Regions from separate parts of the Mus musculus genome. Here region 2 is linked to region 1. The links are chromatin contacts, called in public HiChIP or PLAC-seq maps. All regions are on one chromosome and are shown on one strand. The core of a region is the stretch at or near the end of the contact, and the rest is flanking DNA. Distances in the headings are between cores, read along the strand shown.

Region 1 (7,690 bases), core at 1,554-4,053:
TCTGGAGTTGGAGTCTCAGGTGACTGTGGCTGCCTGACATTGTTAATGGGAACCAACCTTGAGTCCTCTGTAAGAGCAGCAAGTATTCTTAACCCCTGAGCAACCTCTCCAGCCCCACTAATCCCTTCTAAAGGACAAGTTCACTGAATGCTGTATAAAATTCTACAATGACTTCTAAATCCCACTGGCAAAATTAAAGTGATTTGGGAAAGTTCTTCAATACTAAAGAAAGATTAAAATCTTTCCAATGTACTGACTTAGTGTGTCTAGGACTCTCGTAATTAATGTGTTATCTTAGTATCCATTATTGCAAGTTTTAATCATAAAACTCCACATTTTAATAGTCTGATCAAAGAAAGCGTCAGCTTGGAAACCCAGTGTTTTTAGGCTTTACTAGGACAGAATTAATACAAATACAATTTGTCCATTTAATGTGTACAGTTCAACGGGTTTTAGTATAAGTGTGTGTGAGCCTCATCAGTCAATTATAGAAGATTTTTACTGCCCAAGAACTCCTCTATCCTTCAGCTGTCTTCTCCCCATCCACCCTCTGCCACCCACCCTAAGTACCACTACGTTTAGTCTCTACTTCCTCAACTTCGGACTTACACTAATTGTCTTCAAAGGTGACTTATATCAACTAGCTTGCAAAGGCCAGGGAGAGCTCAGTGGGCAGAGTGCTTGCTGTTCAGATTCCCAGCACCCATGGAAAAGACAGGCGCAACCACAGCACTGGAAGGTGATGACAAATCCCAGAAGCTGGCTGTCAAGCCAGCCTCGCAAAAACAGGCAAGGTCGGTGAGTGACCATCCCAAAAAAATTAAGTGGACTACAACAGAAATACCTACATCAAACTGTGGCCTACATGAGTACACATATGGAACTCCTGCACACACACAGGACCATGCAAATATACACATAAATATGCACACACATACAGTATGTGGTCTCTCACCATCTTACTACACTTAAAATGATATCCTCTGGATTCATCCATGTTGCTCCTAACCAGTACCTTACAGATGAACCTAAGTATTATTATTTAAATAAGAATTTTTTCTGGGGGGCTGGCGAGATGGCTCAGCCGGTAAGAGCACTGACTGCTCTTCCAAAGATCCCGAGTTCAAATTCCAGCAACCACATGGTGGCTCACAACCACCAGTAATCAGATCTGACACCCTCTTCTGGTGCATCCAAAGTCAGCTACAGTGTACTTATGTATAATAATAAATAAATCCCTTTTTTAAAAAAAGAAAGAATTCTTTCTGTCATAGACAGATCATACTGTATCAATTTGGGCTACGACAGTTAAACACAAATCAGATGGCCCAAGGTCTGCCTCACCTGTAGACACATGCACAAAGCCAGAAGGTAGACAATAATGACGCCCCGGTCTCCAGGGTCTCCCAGCTGGCCTTTGAGTTGTAGAAACCAACTGAGGCAAAGACGTGTCAGCCTATGTATGAGCATCTGAAGGAATACAGGGGAAAGGAAACTAGGAATCTGAACTGAGGGCAAAAGCATCGAACCACTGGGCCCGTGCAAGCAAGAAGAGTGGGAGCGGAGCAGCCGCCTGACTGGAAGGCGGTCTGTGACCCACGTGGGAATCTGCTCGCTCCTGCACCACGTGGGACCGAGACCTAGCACAAGCGGTCAGGCTTGGCAACAAGCGCCTTTACTTGCCGTGCCATCCTTGAAGTCTTTCTTGAACCTAGCTTGATGTCCACCAACAGTGGAATGGATACAGTGTGGTGTACATACACACAGAGCTTTATTCAACTGTAAACTAATGACTCAGAACCATCATGTTTTCGCTCAGATGCAGAATCTTGTTGTATACAAGTGTGTGTGCTGTGTTGAGAGGGAAGACCAGGAGGAGAGAGGATAATGAGGACAGCTTATAGGTCAATGGCAAGGTACAATTACATATATATATATGAATGAAAATGTCACAATGAAACCTTGTTTGTGTTAACTTTAAAAACCTTGTCCTGACATAATGTCAATCTGTGTCATGTAACAGCACAGACCTGAAAGCTAGCCTACTGTCATACAGGTTATATGCACTCTAATTTTGAGTACCTAATAAAAACAGACAATACGGCAGGGACAGTTTCTGTTCTGTGGGGTACGAGTGGAGAGACTGGAAACTCGTCACAAATAAATCCGAGCTTATAAAATGAATCGTGATTTCTGGCAGACGTACCGTGCAGTTACCCTTACGGGGTATCTTTCTAACAGCAAAACGCTGAGAACAAGAGACTCTGAGCACCAGCCGGTGCTACTTTGTCTCCACCTACAGTACACGCGCGGGGAAGGCCCAGGATCTGTGTAACCTGGGAAGTTAAGGACAAATACTATGTGCTGACGACCAGGCACGTCCAGCAACCTTGTGAAGTAGGCATTATCATTATTATTATTATTATTGTTTTTGTTGCTATTATTTTGTCATTATTGTTGTTGTTATTGCTGTTATTATTGTTATTATTATTATTATTATTATTATCTTTGCAGACAAGAAAACAAAGCTACAGGCTCAATAGCTTCCAAGCAGCAGCTCGTCCACCGCAGGGTGGATTCCAGCCGACCTAGGATCGGGCTGAGCAGTGAGTCTTGTGCACGGAGGTGCGGACAGCAGCCCCCAGCAAGCACTGTGGTAGCCACGACCGGCGCGGGACGGAGAGCACCGCAGCCACGCGCGCCCGATCCCCACAAGCGCCCGCGCCACAGACAACTATATCGCCCGCCGCCAGGCCGGTCAAACCTCACCTACTCGCTCCATCGCGCGTTCCGGGGAGACCGGAAGTGGAATCTACCAACGTCTTAGAGCCCGGGCGGCAATCAAAGAAAAGAAAAATATCTTAAGGAAATAAGCTCCCCGCTGCAACTCTGGATTCAAAAACTTTGAAAACTTAAATCCTTGAATCAGTGACTACATTATGTCTAGTATTAGCATTTGTGTGCTAGACGTCGCCTTCTAAGTTTCGAACACCCCCCCCCTCGGTTCGTGGAAAACGGACGTTCCCAACAGCGGCCGATTCCAGAAGCTACTCTGCGGCGTAAAAAAAGTCACTGTTGAAAAGTAAGTCGCGGGGTCTGCACTGCGCATGCGCGGGATTCTGCGTCCTCTCGCGAGAGGGAGGTGCGGTGTGTCTCTCTTCCCGAGTGGTCCCCGCTGGTTACTGGAGGAGCGCTCGTTCTAGTTCGTCCACCATGGCGTCCGTGGGGACCCTCGCCTTCGATGAGTATGGGCGCCCCTTTCTCATTATCAAGGACCAAGATCGCAAGTCCCGTCTCATGGGGCTTGAGGCCCTCAAGGTAACGGCCCGGAACGCGAAGCCGCGGGATGAAGGGAGTGGGCCGGAGCGCTTGTGCGCCTGCGCTGGCGAGAGAGCAGCTCGGCCATGTGCTGGCCCGAAAGCTCGAGAATCTCCGGTGCCGGGGAGCCCCTTTGGGCTCTAGGGTCACATCCCCGCTCTGGCTGCGGGAGAGGGCGTAGAGGCCTTCGTCCCACGGTGGGGTAGGGAGAGCGATCCGCCGCTTCAGAGCTGGGTGGGGTCGCATCCCCAGCTCACCGGGCGGGCGAGCAGGCCTGCGCCGGTGCATCTGTAACATCTGTAAGTCGCTTGTCCCTTAGAAGCGGGGCTGTCCCGAAAGGGAGAAAACTAGTGAGAAACGTGCACAGGACAGACCGAATGGCTGCTTGTAGGAAAGGGACCGTAAAGTCCCTTGGGCCAGAAAACGCATGGTGGTGACTTTTGGAGTGGAAGGAGAGAGTTTCAGTGGAGCACAGTTGGCCGCAATTGAGGATAGTTTCCTAAAGGGAAACAAAGAAGTTACCCTGAGGGAAGGCAGAGCCGAAGTGTTGAGTCGGAAGGCATGTCTCACAGAAGGAGAGGAATAAGAAAGGCTACCCAAGAGCCGGTGCTAGGCCCCCAGAGGAGAAAGGAGTGACAGTCACTGGTGTTGCCACAAAAAGCTCAGAGGAAGGAGGGAGCCCCATTTTAGGTTGTATTGTGCCAGTCGTGCCTCCAGGTTTGAGGTGCCCTGGTTGACCTGGTGTTAGGGAAATCCCTCGGTGAGTTCTCTATCAAACCGAATTTCTGACAGGTGTTTTGGAGTGGCTGCAGAAGTGGACATAGCAACTGAGGCCTGGTAGATGCTTGGTTCTCTTTGCCTTCAGCTTGTGCGCGTTGTGTGTTGACTTGTGTACTGGCTAGTTTTGTGTCGACTTGTGTACTGGCTGGTTTTCTGTCAACTTGACACAGGATGGAATTATCACAGAGAAAGGAGCTTCAGTTGGGGAAGTACCTCCACGAAATCCAGCTGTGGGGCATTTTCTCAATTAGTGATCAAGGGGGAAAGACCCCTTGTGGGTGGTGCCATCTCTGGGCTGGTAGTCTTGATTCTATAAGAGAGCAGGCTGAGCAAGCCAGGGGAAGCAAGCCAATAAGTAACATCCCTCCATGGCCTCTGCATCAGCTCCTGCTTCCTGACTTGCTTGAGTTCCAGTCCTGACTTCCTTTGGTGATTAACAGCAATGTGGAAAGTGTATTCTGAATAAATTCTTTCCTCCCCAATTTGTGTCTTTGTCATGATGTTTTGTGCAGGTATAGAAACCCTGACTAAGACAACTTCAACCCCCTTTTTTTTTCCTGTTTCTGGGGACGTGCCAATAACAAAATTCCAACAGACAGAAAATTGACCAGTATAACTCATGTTAACAGTCCTGTTGTGCCAGCCGTTTGTGTTAACCAGATGGACTATTGCATGTGGTCCTCACTCAGGATGGGTCCTGCTTACAGAATTAGATTCTTTAGGGACAGAGTCATAGAGAAATTGCCGAGTAGAGAAGGGTCATGACTTATTCCACTTCCACCTGAGTCAAAGCTAGGTCCAGAGCCGTGAGGTTCCCCTTGGCGTTAGACCAGAGCATCTGTGGTTGGAGGCCTGTCTTGTGTATAGTGTTGGGCTGGTTCTTTGGCCTCTGCTAGTACATACCAGTTTAGCCAACCAAAAATAAGTCCTGGTGTCCAGTATCTTTGGGCACCCCAAGAGACATTTCCCTGTGATGTCTCTTGAGAAACTATGTTACCAATACATACTTTCAGGTTACATTTTAAGAGCACCAGAGTTTGCAAAGACCAAATGTACTTGCTTTGTCACCTGTCTTGGTGACAAGAGAAGTTAATGAACGTGTACTTGCACAGCTCTGAAAATGCCCAGTATTTCTGTGCTTGCAGAAGTTTATCTATCTGCATCTTGGGGTTCAGAAGATGAGTTGGAGAAACCATCAGAGAACATGGTGACCCAGGGAAAGCCTGGAGTGCTCTGAAGAAAAGGCTGTTGATTTGGTATTAAGACCCTAGAGTGGCTTTGAACCTTTAGAATCATTAGAGTCACTAGAAAATGAGGAAATTAGCATAGCGACCAAGAAATGGAGAGCATGTGGTTTTGGAATTCTTCAGGATGGTTTTGACCTGAGTTAGATGGTGATGGCAGAAGAGCATGCGTTGAAGGAAATGAGCCAGGCATGTATAGGAGCAGGGAGGGTCCTGTCAGGCCTGGACCGACCTTTACTGTCTTAGTAGTAAGTCTGTGGGAAGGTTCACAGGAATATCATGAAAGCTAATGAGCCTGAGCAGTGTGCTGTGGAGCTGGGAGTTACATTCCCAAAGTGGGGCTGAGGTTGCAGGCCTACTGGGATAGTAAGTAGCATGAGTCTTGTTAAGTGTCACGTGCTCTGGATCAGCCCCTCTGAATATCGAGGTTCTTCTGTTTCAGGGCCCCAATCTCATAGAGCTTCTGGGAGTGAGGGAGCCAAAATGACAAAAAAGCTAAAGACAGTGGTAAAAGTGTTGAGACCATATGCTTGCCATGGGAGGATCACATGACCATAATGCTGATGGGTGGTCACACTTTCCTCCTATGATTTTTATATGACACGAGGTCTAGGTGGAAATAAAAATAGGTAAACATATCAAACCTTTACTGAGAATAAATCATAAAGAACATTACTTCCAAACAACATTTGTCATATATAAACCTTTGCTATATACTAAACATGAAGTCATGTTTGCATAATAATGAGATGTGTGTGTGTTCTTTTTTGTTTGGAAGGGGTTTCTTAGATTTCGTGTGCGTGTGTGCATTGTGGTGCCGTTGGAGGCCAAAAGAGGGCATTAGATCCTCTGGAACTGGAGTATAGGCCAATTTTGAAAGCTTCGTGTGGGTGCTGGAAACTGAACCTGTATCTTCCAGAACCACAAATGTTCTTGACCATTGACCGGTCTCCTGTGCATACTAGGCAATCACTCTATCAGTGAGCTGTAGTTCCAGCCCTTACTCTGGTAGCTTCACAGCTAGTTTTGGTCTGTCATTGTTACTAGGATTTCTGACAAGAACACTTTTAAAAAGAGAGCAGTCTCCGGGTTCCATGCCTGATAGGGTTACTGTTACTAGATTCTTAACCATCTTTCAAAACTTTCCTTTTGAAAATAATGTTTGCTAAGAACGTCAACAAGGGTGACTTCCATGTGGGTTGATGTGGTACGATATTTCTCTACAGTAAACCTTGGTAAACTGAAGGTGTTAAGTGTTTATGGTTGGATTTTGTGTTTTCAGAGTTCAAAATGGTGGCAGCATACCTCCTTCCTGTAAGAGACGAAATTCACTTGACACTGAAGCTTGTAGTTGTGAATGTTACTGCTCTAGTCAGCCCTCTCTGTTGATGTAGACATTTCTAGATTTTAGGAGTTACATCCTAAATCTTTTTTTTTCCCCTGCAAATACAAACGTAAGTGCATTTGACTGTTGGGATGACATGTAACTGGGTCTTTGCTTTTCTGTTCCATTTAGTCTCACATCATGGCTGCCAAAGCTGTAGCAAACACAATGCGGACGTCACTGGGACCAAACGGTGAGAGAACCATTGATAGTTTTAATAAAAGTTTGAAGATACCGTGCCTCTTTAGAAATGCAGTGGATGGTATGGCCAAGATGTTGAGTGTCAGGCTCTTCTGATACCGTGTGCTCACAATTTTGATTAGAGGCTTTTCCTCACTTCATTAGTACGTTCCAGAGTGAGCCTGTACATCTGGAACTAGTACTGTTTTTAATGGCACTCTGTGTGTGATGGTTGATCACATTTCTCTGGTTGAGACGCTTAGATTGTTTCCCATGTGGAGTTGGGTTAGCTGGTGGGTATTTATTTCATGTGTACTGGATTATTTGTTGCTAGTGAGTTTTGTGGTAGGAACTAGTGAGATGGTCCGACCCCCTATAGTTCCCAGTACTGGTACACTTTATTTTGCTCAACTTCCTTCTGCACTCTTGTCTTTTAGGGCTGGACAAGATGATGGTTGATAAGGATGGCGATGTGACTATAACAAACGATGGTGCCACCATTCTAAGCATGATGGATGTCGATCATCAGATTGCCAAGCTGATGGTTGAACTGTCCAAATCCCAGGATGATGAAATTGGAGATGGGACCACAGGAGTGGTTGGTAAGAAACAAAACAGCCTTTCTAACTTATTTGTTGTTTAAAACTGTCAGAGGAGCTCTAATGTTTCTGCCTTGCATCATGAAGGCAGTGGGGGACTGACTGAAGTTGGGGAACACATTATAGCACAAGTGGGCCAGACTTTAAAAAGTAAGTGTTGAGGGGAATAACAGGAGCCTGGGAGG
Region 2 (7,690 bases), core at 3,010-5,509, 1.0 Mb before region 1:
CATTTAATAGCCCCAAATTCACCCACTGAGTGAAAAATTTATTGAATGTGTTGCCATGACCTGGTGCTTAGTTCTGGAAGCTGAGAATTAGAATACCAGTACTAATTCAGATAAGGCTTAAGAAATAATTGGACATTAGGTGAAGGGATTGGTTCCTAGCATGGTATAGAATCAGGTATAATGATAAATCCATTGTGGGATAAAATGTAATACAACCCCAGGAACCTTTGACTCAATTCTACATTAGATATTCAGATAATTTTATTTATGGCAGAATTTCTCATTAGTCTCTGAGCCCCACACAGGCAGGGTCAGGGATGCATCATTTGTCATCATACACTCAGGAACTGGCTTCGTGTTTAGAATGTATTAAGCATTATAAATACATTGCGAATGAACTGACGAAGGAAAGCCATAGACTTGCCAGCTAAGCCAATGAATGCCACTGTGGTTAAAGTTTCAGGACATTGAGTTTTGGAAATCAATAAACTAATTGTGGAAGGGGAATATTTACTTTGTAAAGTTAATGTTCACCAAAAGCTCCTCCTGGATGCTTGCATGAGAGCAACTAGTTGACTGAAGGTGTCTCACTGGGAACATGGAGGGTGATGCTATTTTCTCAGCATTTGGTAAACTTTGCAATTGGGCAGATGGTGTCTGTAGAACACTTAATTAATAATGGTGTCAACCTATTTATGTCTACCTTTGAAAACTTTGCCCTTTAAAGCAACTGATGTCCTACAGTACTTAATTTCCATACTAATTTTCTTAATGAGGTATTAGTTCCTTTACCTTAATGATACCATTACAGTGATTGAACTAAGAGTGGGTCAGACACTAGCTCTGCCCAGTGAAGTCCAAGATTTTTTTCTTAATGGTTCCATCTTTCCTTCCAGTTTTGTGAAACACAATTCTAGAGGCATTTCCTGATTCACCTATGGCTGTATCTGTTTCTGGGCTGGCTTTCCTTCTAATCTCAACTATATCACACAACAGAAGTACCAAAGAATCACAGACTTCTACTCTTTTTACTACTTATATCACCTTACCTTTCTAGTTCTCTATATGTTTGCCACCCTCCACTAGGCTATGAGAAGACAGCAGGGAATTCAGAACAGGGCCCACATGGCAATTCATCAAATATATACTGAGCCTCTTTGGAGGTGTACATGGTGCTGGAAACCAAAGGAACCTGAAAGCAGAGGTCAAGCCAGGCCTTGGTGCTAAAGATGATGCAGCAGGATAGAACCTGTGCTATTCTTAGTTTCTGCTCTAAGGCTATAATCATTGCTGTTTACACATGCTCTCTGAGATTCAAGTGGATCTCTCATATACACAATGCAAGCTCTATGACCTGGGGCGCTAATCTGATGTTACATAGGTAAAGAGTGTAAAAAAATAAAGAGAGAATACACAATAGTTTCCAAAGTAATGAAATTCTACAAAATTCAGAAAATATTAGGTTTTGTAATACATCTTTGCAATTTAATCATTTTACAAAGTTTAATAATTTGTTTCTGTATTAACATATGTGATAGAAGTACATCCAGGCAAAAGACATACTGCTTTAACTCAAGAATTAGTGGATGAAAGTCCATAGACTACATGTACCCTGCTGAGTTTTACCTAAACAGAACAAACACAGGGATGTTTTCACTCCAGCACCATGACAACTGTTCTTAAGTCCATGAAGCCAAGCCATATGATATGGCTCGGTAGCAACAGATGGACTACATAAGCTTCAGCAGAATGCTGCAAAATATTCGGATCCTGGAACAGCGGGAATGCGATAAAGTCATTCCCTTTCTACCTCCCTCCTCTGAGAATTCTAGGGCTGACCTCATGAAGTTGTACTCCATCGCTTAAGAGACCGTTGCAAGTTCTCTAATGGTCCAGCATCTAAGGGAAGACCTCTACCTGAGCAGGTGCCTTGGCTATTTCATGGCATCAGTCCCAGACTCTACTCTTTGGTGTCTTTCTGTGGAGTACTGTGTCTAAGAGATGATTTTTTTCTTGTCTCGATTGGTTGTCTAAACTCTCTGAATCCAAAAGCAGCTCATATATTTGACATGTCTATTTACTGTCAAGCTCTGCTCAGCCCATAGCCTTGGCTTGTCATGATGACCACACATCAGGGAAAAGCTCATTCTTTGTAACAGAAATTTTATACTTGGGGGTATTTTCCTTCCTTGTCCAAGGAACATTTCCTGAGCTGAGGATCTAGATGGTGAATATATACTTCTTAAAATGACTTTAAAAACGTGTGTCCACGGCCCTCCCACTAATCTTCCACACTTTCACTTGGTGAGAGTTGGAGAGATTTAACTATCTTAGGACTTGCAAGACTTCCAGAGGCGGGAAGGCAGAATAGCCTGACTTCTAGATATGGCTAGGAAAGCCTGAGTCCTGTGGTCACCTCTGCCTCCTGACTCAGTGAAATGGGAACTCTCCAAGTCCAGTGTCAGAGTCTATCAACACCCTAAGTACCAGGTTATGATTTCATATTGATGGATAAGCCAGAAAGAGATTAGTTAGTAGCTGTTGTGTCAGGTCCACCCTGTGCTCTGTCATCTAGAACTTTTCTTTCTTCCAAGGCTACAGATGAACACTGGGAGTGGACACCAAGAGCAAAGGGCCCAAGAGGTGGCACTCATGAGGTATTGTCAAACACTGACCTACAGCTGGGATGTTAGATCCTTGGTACCTCAGAACCTTGAAAATATCAGCTCATGTTAGGAAAGAGATAAATATGTGTGCTCAGTCATCACATAGAAATGATATTCCCAGAGATGACTGCCACTCCAAGAACCTCGGTTTGGCTTCATCATTTGAGTGATTATCTATAAGATTTATTAAATGGCAGCATCGAACCATGTTCACATTAAAATAAGTCAGGTTTGTGATAAAACCTGACTAAAGTATAACTTTAAGATATTTTTCTTCTAAAATAACTTCTAGATAAGTGCTCGTGCCAGCAGGCTGTTTTCTGAGCTACAGTGAAGATGAACAGTGGACTGGCAGCAGCCTCCCCCAAGGATGTATGGTCACCCTGAGAACAACTGGGATAGATACTCAGTTTGGGATGCTTTGGGAGCCTGTTCTATGCTGGTTTCATCTACCACAGGGCAAGGGCAAAGATGAGGAAGCTGATAGAAGACAGCATAGCTAAAACATCTGGTGTTCTTGGTCCTAGAGCAGCAGTTCTTCATCTCCCCAAGTGTTGCGATCTTTAATAGTTGTAGTGATCCACAGGTATAAAATTATTTCCTCACTACTTTATAACTACAATTTTCTACTGTTATGATTCATAACATAAATATCTTTGTTTTTCAATAGTCTCTTGGGGTGTTGCGACCCATAGGTTGAGAACCTCTGACCTAGACAGTATATCTTGAAAAACAATTGTAGTAGAAAGTGAACTCAGTGGCTCACAAGATCAGACCCTATCTGTGGCAACTTCTCTGCATAGAGGGAACCATCAATATAGCATGGATGTGGGGGCAGACAGGCTGGCCCTGGTCTGAGTGAGTCACTGAAGGAGGTATGTGACCTTGAGTAGGACACTAAACTGACATCTGGACTTCCTACCTTCATGTGAACAATGAGAGTTTCAGACTTGACTCAATAATAAAGGAAAATGTGGCAGAAATGTAAAAACTACTGTGAAATTACATAAATAGTCTTTGAAAAACAGATAACCAACAAAATGAAAAATATAAAGATTCTCATGAGACAATTTTCTCCTTCAAAAGTATCATATTTACATTTGAAGCACATTATTTGCATAAGATCACTTTCTCTTTTTAAATATTGCAAAGTTCCATTTATGAAATAGAGTTCCTAAGAGTACAACCAAATTATTGATAGTTTACTAAAGAATGTATTTGGCAAAAAAATTTTTTTTTACATAATCCTATTATTAGCTCATTCTTAATCAATGTGCTTCACTAAGCATATTTATGGAGAATTAAAATTGTTTCTCTAAAAAACAAAGTACTATATTTTCCATAAATAATTTAAAAAATCCAAGCATGCTGTGTTTACCAGATAGAGTCTTCTTGTGAGTTCTAACTGGGGATGCTTTCTCGTCCTTCCATAGGAAGAGGACACTTGGAAAAGCACATTGGAAGACACACAGAGAGATGCTTGGTTCATAGTGTTTAGAATTTCCTTCTCAGAGGGAATACTAAGAGCCAAACACAAGCATACCAACTGTGGCACACAGAAGCCCAGTGTATGGGCTCACAGTGGAGCTGTGCTCGCTTGTCGTTTAGCTGTGAGCAGGTGAAAAATAAACAGAGGGGAGATTCAGCCACATGAGCGTCTCTTCTACCATGGAGGCTGAGGATGCACTTAAACAAGAACCATTCTCTTATTGCATCTGCACCTGGTGGCTCCAGCCACTGTGGATTCCAGATAGTTGATGGACGATAGCGTGACAGACAGCGGGCACCATACCTCTGTTGGTACTCCTACCCATGATTTAGGTGGTTTAGTTTCCTGAGCTGAAGAAGCTGAGGTGACCTGAACTCACTGAATGAAAGCACAGTGAAAATAATGAGTTATCTCATGCTTTGCAACTACACTCCTAGTCAATGAATGCAAGCAATGCCACACATGGCACAGACCCATGTTGTCCCGCCTGTGACCCTGTCTTGACCCCAGCAAGTCCTAGGAGAATTTGGATCTAACAGAGTAACTTGGGAAACTGGTTTCCTTCCAGCTATGCTTGGCTAGCAGATGTCTCTTGGCTACACCCCAACCATCCCTGTTATACAGTGAATGATCAACACTCAGAAGGGAGTTACATCTGCCTCAAACTGGGCTTGCACAAACATGCGCAGAACAAGTTTCAAACAGTCTTTGGTTAAAGTTAGAAATCAAAGACATATAAAAGAGGATCACTAATAACTGTCACTGTGTACTAACAACATTCACACTACAACTCATAAAACTATCCCTGTACTGTTCTTCAGCTCTTTTTGATATCAGAGAAATGTTATACAGATTTCATTTCACAGTACCATCCTGCAGGAAACATTGTATAACCATGTTTACACATAATGTATAACAATGGTTACACATTTAAAAAAGAAAGAAAGGAAGAAAGAAAGAAAGAAAGAAAAGAAAAGAAAAGAAAAGAAAAAGAAAGAAAAGAAAAAAAACCATCTACATTAAGAACATGCAGAGACCTTTCGACTTTATAATGTATACATCATCCCATTTGATTCTAGAGCAAGTCACATGTGTGAGCTGAGACAGTGAGGATGAAGTACATTGGAGCCATGGTCAAAATGATCAGTGACAGGTGTGTACTATGAATTTCCTGCCTCGGGCTCCCTGTATAGAAACAGAATGGCCTGAGCACTGCAGGGGTTTGCAAATAGTATAGTAAAAATGTCACTTCTACATAAGCCTTCCGGTATGTCTTGCTTAGGGGAATTGCTCTAAGCAAAGCTACCAAGCTCCTCTAGAGCAGAACTCTGTCAGAGTCCAGAATTCATTTTCAGTTTCCAACACTATAAACATTACAGAGCTAGTCAACTAGTGTTCATAGTCCTCTTCCATTTCCTAAGCACCTGGGCCTAAGTGCTTCCAAACCAACCCAACTAAACTTAAAAATACATTGTAGACAACACTGGACATTCCCTAGGAAAAAAAGAGGGTAGGGCTGGAGAGATAGCTTGTAGCTGGGAATTGGAAAGCATTTATGACATTTGGCTTTCCCTGTACCTCCAAGATTTCCTTCCCCTCACTAATTGATTATATAACAATGGGACCTTTGGAATAAACTGCAAGGGTGTTAGGAACAAGACATATCCTATAGATGATCCGGAATGATGGAGTTTTGGGACAGCATTGATGTTTCTTCTTAGGGGCATGAGCCTACTTTATCTTATATTCTCTCTCTCTCTCTCTCTCTCTCTCTCTCTCTCTCTCTTTCTCTCTCTTTCTCTGTATTCAAATAAAATATTAGCTTATCCTGGGGCACTAGATCCTAGCACTACCACTGAGAGTTATCATATACTGAATAATTCATTTTCACACCTATTACTGCTCACAATTGTTAGCCACATGGTTCCTCCATAGATATCCAGAGGTTAGTGGCATCACAAAAACCCATTTCAATGAAGACCCTGTGTCCCAGAATATAATAAGCCCACAGATGTATGGTTTTACAGCCTTTTGACTGCCAGAGATTTGAAAGGCTGGCACAGGTGCCCTCACCCTTGGGATTCCTTACCTGCGTGTTTGATGGAAGTGGCACCTCTTCAGGGGGATCTTGGCCACATGCTCCTGTAGTCCCACAAATAGGACACTCTGGCTGTGGAGGATCTGCAGGCTCCTGATGGGCTCACTCCTCCTCTCTGGGAAAAGCTCAATCTCTTCCAGCAAACAGCTGCCTGAGCTCTGACTCAGGGGAGCTCGTACTTTCTTAATGGTGCCATAATCTGTGAAGACAAGACAGGAAGAAAATAGAGCACACAGGTAGCACAGCTGTCTTCAGTTAGGCAGAATGTGTACAGAGCACACAGCCATAATTCTTCAGCCCATGAAGTCATTTGAGCATCTTCCAGTAATGCAGAGGCCTCTCGCGTGGGCCACACTGGATGGAGAATTCAGGTCCCGATGTCCTTTAAAGCTCTGCAGTGATATTTCACTGTAGCCAGTGGTGAGAACTCCTGATCTGCCATTTGTCTCTGCAGTTGCAAGCCTGAGAACAAGAGGCACGCTAAACCTTACTGAAGATTAAAATAGCTGCAGAATACCAGGAGAAAAAAAAAAACCAAATCTCAGATCACTGATGACAGCGTGGTGATTGCTACCCATTCACAGAAGAAGCAAAGTGACTTGGAATGTAAATACAAGGTCATTTTTGGTATTTTGAACTTGACACATGTTGGAACTGATTCAAGTCTTCCTGGACTCAGGTTCATGCATTTAATATTGCCTGTGCTGAGGACCTCTGCACCATGCAACTCTACAGATAGGCTATGAGGGATGTGGAGCAAGCTCCTTTTAGGTCAGTGGTTTTCAACTTTCCTAATGTTTTTACCATTTAATACAGTGTTTTGGTGACTGGTGACCCTACCTCCCAAACATAAAATAATTTTTGTTGCTACTTCATTACTGTAATTTTGCTACTACTATCAATCATGATATACATATCTGATACATGGCTCCTGCAAAAATTCAACCTTCAGTGGAATCATGACTCACTACTGTTTTAGTTCACCCATCAAGGACTTAAGGGAGGACAGATAACACTTCTGTGAGGGAGAGGCACAGGAGCTTAAAGGACACTGTTGCTTGCCTGCAAAATCTTGAAGCACCACCAATAACTATCAGTTCTATCTGAAGCTATCTTGAAAGTACAAACTGAATAATCCCACCAGGATATCATGCTTTAAATCATAGTGATTCTTATTTGATAAACACGGAAGCAGCTTTAGAGGTTATCTTAAAAGCAGAAATGAAACTCAGAAGCTTTGGCTTGAAGGAGCTTCAACCAAATAAGTCGAAAAGTCTGAAGAGATAATACTTTACACCTGGCATCTTTATGGAAGTCTTAGATAATAGGACCATCTACATTTAAAGAGAAAAGACATGGACACAATATATTAGTCTGGCTTTACTTAAAATGTAAACTGGAAATAGCTCCATTTTCTCGAAATCTCTCTTTCATGTC

The links. HiChIP or PLAC-seq counts read pairs in DNA pulled down with a chosen protein or histone mark.
Region 2: an H3K27ac HiChIP or PLAC-seq map of oligodendrocyte precursor cells shows a contact between it and region 1, with 4 times the contacts expected there. The contact joins the enhancer-like site here to the promoter of Atpsckmt in region 1. A contact is called at or near these places in 7 of 39 promoter capture datasets (3T3-L1-derived adipocytes, the C10 cell line, cranial neural crest and 4 more) and 8 of 115 datasets of contacts at active chromatin or transcription factors (embryonic forebrain, embryonic hindbrain, embryonic limb bud and 5 more).

The regions. Positions count from the first base shown.
Region 1 is chr15:31,597,229-31,604,918 of GRCm38.p6, reverse strand. It overlaps Atpsckmt (ATP synthase C subunit lysine N-methyltransferase), which reads right to left and starts at 2,803. Exons shown (of 5, transcript NM_026546.3): 1 at 2,770-2,803. The coding sequence starts at 2,782. Cct5 (chaperonin containing Tcp1, subunit 5 (epsilon)) reads left to right here and starts at 3,073. Exons shown (of 11, transcript NM_007637.3): 1 at 3,073-3,318; 2 at 6,859-6,919; 3 at 7,344-7,508. The coding sequence starts at 3,214.
Region 2 is chr15:32,607,985-32,615,674 of GRCm38.p6, reverse strand. Sema5a (sema domain, seven thrombospondin repeats (type 1 and type 1-like), transmembrane domain (TM) and short cytoplasmic domain, (semaphorin) 5A) reads right to left here. Exons shown (of 23, transcript NM_009154.2): 12 at 6,245-6,452. Among named protein-coding and RNA genes, the nearest start is that of Gm41289, 160 kb to the left of the region's middle. Within about 2 kb of position 4,259, at least 11 of the 459 cell types and tissues checked have an H3K27ac peak or open chromatin away from gene starts, as enhancers often do. A contact at or near this core is called in oligodendrocyte precursor cells, where this site is marked.